2 separate regions of the Callithrix jacchus genome follow, and region 1 is linked to region 2. The links are chromatin contacts, called in public Hi-C maps. All regions are on one chromosome and are shown on one strand. The core of a region is the stretch at or near the end of the contact, and the rest is flanking DNA. Distances in the headings are between cores, read along the strand shown. Region 1 holds the start of CYP2R1 (cytochrome P450 family 2 subfamily R member 1). Region 2 holds the start of PSMA1 (proteasome 20S subunit alpha 1).

What was found. Hi-C and Micro-C count contacts between places; a contact is called where the count stands out from the background.
Region 1: a Hi-C map of skeletal muscle shows a contact between it and region 2, with 5 times the contacts expected there. The contact joins the promoter of CYP2R1 here to the promoter of PSMA1 in region 2. A contact is called at or near these places in 2 of 3 Hi-C or Micro-C datasets (induced pluripotent stem cells and skeletal muscle).

The regions. Positions count from the first base shown.
Region 1 is chr10:80,753,051-80,755,750 of calJac240_pri, reverse strand. CYP2R1 (cytochrome P450 family 2 subfamily R member 1) reads left to right here and starts at 1,289. Exons shown (of 5, transcript XM_054242137.2): 1 at 1,289-1,570. The coding sequence starts at 1,346.
Region 2 is chr10:80,389,946-80,392,645 of calJac240_pri, reverse strand. PSMA1 (proteasome 20S subunit alpha 1) reads left to right here and starts at 1,389. Exons shown (of 10, transcript XM_078340622.1): 1 at 1,389-1,871.

The sequences.
Region 1 (2,700 bases), core at 40-2,539, 360 kb before region 2:
GAAAAAGGCAAGGAAATAGATTCTCCCCTAGTATCTAGAAGAAATGAAGCCCTACAAACACCTCTCTTTCAGCCCAGGAAGACCCATTTTGGACTTCTCACTTCAAGAATGGTACGAAAATACATTTGTATGGTTGTAAGCCATTAAATTCGTGGTAATTTGTTACAGAAGCAGTAGGAAACGAATACACCTCTTTAACAGTTGATCTCAGCTTCAACATCATCTTCTTAATAAGACTTTCCTTGACACCCTTCAACTGCTATAATTATCTCCCCAACCACCAGGCATTTTCTATAACATACTTTTCATTTGCTTATGATTATCTAAAATTATTATATCCATGTTATTGTTCTTCCCTCTCCTAATGTAAGTGGATACCTCCGTATCTCTATTGCCTAGGACATGGGAACATAGTAGACATTCAATAAATATTTGTTGTGTGAATGAGCCATAAGCTAATGTGGACCATAAAACTCATGCCGCTGCTAAATCACAATTAGAGGGCAGCTGTTAGAAGAGTCCCAAACCCAGTAAGTCCTGCGCTGCAAGGAACTGTTGAATAGAAAACAGGAATAAAAACTGAATTAGCAAGAATAATTATGAAATCAGTTTAACTCCAGGCAGTAGAGGCAGAAAAATAGAAAATACTCTTCATGAACAAGTGCAGACAAGAATCCTGTGACTGCCAATAAGTAATCATTCTGGAAAGACCAGAGAGGGGTCAAATATAGGTAAACTGAGTTAAGCACATAAACTGCTCAATCATCACTATTCTTAAAAGATTACACACAAAAATACACGAACAGGACAAACATAGATTAGTAAAACAGTAAAATTACTTTCTTTTACTACTGATGGGTCAATTTTCTACTGGAAATTCTGATAACTATCAGATTCAGCTAAAGACTGCAGTGTTGATCATCTCTCCAGTTTTCCTAGTCCAGAATGAAATAAGTAGACCTAGTTCTTAACGACAGTTTAAGAAAGGGCTAGCCACAGAGAAGCGGGATCCGTCTAGCCCCGGTGAGTGAGGCCATCCTGCCACATCGTCAATGCCCTGGTGTAAACATTCTGGAAAACTGCCTCCTGGCTCAATGCCCCGCCTAGAGCCGCGCGACTTCCAAAGGGAAACACCCGCGACCAGCTTCGCAGTACCGACTCCAAGCCGCGCGAAGCTAGAGAGTAGTTATTGCGAGAGGGGGGGCTTGAACTCTAACTCAGCCAGCCAATGGCCACGGAGCAAGGGCGGAACCTGAGGATATCCTGCCAATGGGAGTGCGGCAGGGTTGCAGTGAGTGCCCGGGTCTCAGGGCTGCGGTGAAGTTCGCAGCCCCAGCCCGGCCCGATGTGGAAACTTTGGAGAGCTGAGGAGGGAGCGGCGGCGCTCGGCGGCTCGCTCTTTCTGCTGCTCTTCGCGCTGGGGGTCCGCCAGCTCCTGAAGCAGAGGCGGCCGATGGGCTTCCCTCCGGGGCCGCCGGGGCTGCCTTTTATCGGCAACATCTATTCCCTGGCCACCTCGGCGGAGCTTCCCCATGTCTACCTGAGAAAGCAGAGCCAGGTGTACGGAGAGGTACAGCCCCGACGGGACCCGGGCAGGGAGGGCCGCCCCGCCAGGCTGGCCAGGGCTGGGGCCTTCCTGGTTAGACTTACGGCCGCTCCTGACCCGAGTAGCCAGGAACTCTCCGTGTGCCGGCTGCCGTTTGAGAAAAACCCACTTCCCGGGTCTGGGAGGGAGAAGTCCGCGATGACGTGCCCCCTGGGGCGGAAGCCCCGCCCCTGCCGGTGCCCCACTCCAGGCCGAGGCCCCAAGGCGATCCAGGCCTGATTTTCCCACCAGCGCCAGAGCTCTTGCTCCTGCGCCGTTTGGCTCGCCGGCCGCTCCGCCGCTTCGGGTCCGGGACTGACGCCAGCACTCAGGCGCTGGCGGCTTGCGAGTCGGCCTCGCAGCTCAGTGGAAGCTGCACGCGGCCTGTCTGAAAATCAAGGTGTGCTGAGTTCTAGATGGTTAATAGCGGGTTCTTCGATGTTTGCAGTAGACGAACGACTGGTGTAGGCGTTTGCTGTGAGGATGGAGAACCCGGGGAAACACCCCTGTCTGAGGACTTCCAAGGGTCCTGGCCAGAGCTCACCTGTTTTGTTTTGAATTAAACTTATTTATATGCAACTACAGGCCAGGCTCCTGCCTGACGCTGACGGTGAAGAAGGCAGATGAGTGGGAGAGAGAAAACGAATCTCATTATCGGCCACAGGCTGTGGTCAGTGTTTTGAAGGAAAAGTACAGGGATGTTTGGCAACTGTGGTATTTCAGGTTTGACCTTAAATCCTTACTTAAACCAGTTTTTTCAAGAATTAGTCTAGGTTTCTAGACTAGAAAGTTACTAATGATTTATGTGTTGTTAAAGGGAATCTGGACCAGGTAACGAAAGTATGTATAATTCATAGATATTATTTTCCAACCTGCAGTTCTCCCAGAATTGAGTTTATTCCCATGATTTTTATGTAATATATTTGATCTCTTTGGTATGTTGGTAAACAGCCCTATAATATTCTAGAGAAATAAAATGTGAAAGCATAAGACGAGACACTGGGTCTTTTGCCAGACAGAACTTGACCTCTACTCTGAATCTTAGTTTTTTCTCATCTCGGTAGTGAGAATAACAAGGGAAAACAGTAAAGTGCTACTGGAGTGTTCTTAGTTAT
Region 2 (2,700 bases), core at 140-2,639:
CTGGAGAGCAATTTAGTTCTAAAAAAAAAAACCAGAATCTCACTCTGTCGCCCAGGCTAGAGTGTAGTGGCGCGACCACGGCTCATTACAACCTCCGTCTACCAGGCTCAAGAGATCCTCCCACTTCAGCCTCCCAAGTAGCTGAGACCACAGGAGCATGTCACCATGCCCAGCCTTTACTTTATTATTATTGTTTTTAGAGACGAGGTCCCACTATATTAAAATAATACAGTGGTCTCGAGGGCTCAAGTGATCCTCTGCCCTTGGCCTGCGAAAGTACTGGGATTACCAGCGTGAGCCACAGCGCCCAGCGTAGTCTTTACAAAGAAAATAAATAGCGGTGGATGTTAGGTTGGCAGCTGTTTGCAGAGCTGTCAGACTATTTCATTACAGAAAGTTGTTCTCAAAAGACAAAATAGGTAAACCGAAAGAAAGTGTCCATTTTTTTCTCAGTTGCAGGTATCATGCTTGGTTTTGAGGACATAGAAAGACATTAGCGCCATCAGGGAGTTCAAAGTCTGGTGGAGGAAACCAATAATGATAATAATGAGGGGTTAACGACAACAGAGCCTTGAAAGATAAGATCTCCAGGGAATAAGGACGAGGATTCCAAAGTATTAGGTTGGTGCAAAAGTAATCGCAGTTTTTGCCATTAAATTTCCTAAGCAAATTTACCAATATATTCCTAGTACCTGAAACAAAGCCTGGCATATAGTAGGCAATCACTAAACATTTGTTGAATGAATGAATGAATGAATGATAGCTCTATCACTCCAACACCTGTCCTTCTGATTATTATTTCCCAAGCAAATATATTGGCTCTGAGATACAGCCTTTATTCACAGCAACTGTCTGGACTCTTCAGAAGTAATTAAAAGTAATGGCGAAAACCGCGATTACTTTTGTACCAAACTTAATACAAAGAAAAGCATGTACACAAGATACTCGAGGAAGAGTATGGCTGACACAGACAAACAGATCGTTATTTGTGGCTTTTCTGCAGCCTCGTTCCTTTCTGTCACACAACACCCCAAATCTCTGTGGACGGTGAATGAGAGAGTGAGTGGCAAGCTAGTATCACCAGGAGTCACGGCTGTTGCCTCGGACGACTTTAGGTGCAGCCCGCTCACGGGTGAGAAACTGGAAGGAATCCGCAATACACAGGAACCCAGAAGGGCTACGTGACAAGGGCTGCCCCGCAGCTCTCAGCCGCCAGCGTTCCCAGCCAAGGGTTTCCAGCCAATCTCAGTTCCTCGATCTTCCGAGGCTCCGCCTGCAGCCGAGCGGTCTGGGAGTTTTAAGGAAGGGGAAGTGTTGTGAGCCTATCGATAACTCTGGAATAGACTGCAATACCCTACGTCGCTGCAGTCAAACTCCCGCAGACTTCTGAGTAGATCGCTGAGCGATAGTTTCGGCAGCACCTCCTGGATTCTCAGTTTTGCTGGAGGCAGTAACCAGGCCCGCCCCGCCACCATGGTACGTTGAATCCCAATCTCTGGAAGTTTTAGGGCTGAGGTCCGGTGACTGGGGGATGATGAGCCACCTCTGCTGTCATCCTTAGCGCGGCCCGGGGCCACGAGACATGGGAGCCTCGGCAGACGGCAAGGCTCCGGCAGTGATTCAGCATCTCCGGCCTGGCCGGGCTAGGGGCTGCCAGTAGTCGGTGCGGCCTTTCCGCCGCCTTCGCTTCCCGTGGGGCCTTCGACACTTCCTTCTCAGTCAGCTAGATGAGTTTGCATTTCAGATTCCTTCAGTGGAGTAGATCCTGAGCGGTCCAGTATAGCTCCTAGTATCGGAGAGGAGAAGATAGGGATTTGGCTTGGAGGCCTCCCTGTACCCCCAGGTGTTCCTGGACCGCGTCCGTTTTCCTGGTGGGTCCGTCTGATTTATCTCTCCCCTAGACCTCGATTAGAAGAGACACTTTTCAATCCTTTTGTCCAATCACCTAGTTACAGATGAGTAAGCCGAGGCTGAGAGAGGAAGTGATGGAATCAGGGTTACAACATAGTGTTCTGGGTTTTCAGTTCTGTGTCTGCCATTCTAGCACTCAATCTCACTACCATGATAATTCTCCCCAGTACTGATAGACTTGTTATAGTAGTCTTTATAGCCGTAATGGTTCTATTGGTGCAGCTATTCGTATCCATCTCTAACTTTCTGAGGATGTTTTTGTTCATTCAATGTGAATATACAGACAGAGCACTTGTATATTTATAACTACAGTGAATGTTCAAAAATAAGTCATACATGTCTCTAATCATGAAGACAGAAAGGAACGTTTAATAAAGAACTGTGGGAGTATGTGTTAGTGGGATTTGGGAAGAAAAGGAGAAGACGTCAAGAGATGGACATTTAAGCTAACTTAAAGAAAACGAAGGCTTAACCATTTATTAGGGCCCAATAAAAGGGAGTAGCATAAGCAAAAATAGGCAAAAAAGTTGATTGTGAAATTTAGTAATTGAGCCTAAAGGGGGTGCTATGGAGGGTGTTAGAATAAGAAGTTGGAAAAATAGGACCCATTTAGATCTGCTTCTCCCTCTCCCACTAGTTTATGGCAAATGTAGAATTGGCTTGCATCTGAGTACAGTAGTAATATTCCAGTAAGACTGCATGAACAGAGTGCCTTAACATTGAAGGGAAACACAAGCATATTTCTTAATGAATGTTAAGAGTTGAGATTGGTAATGTTCTTCTATTAAC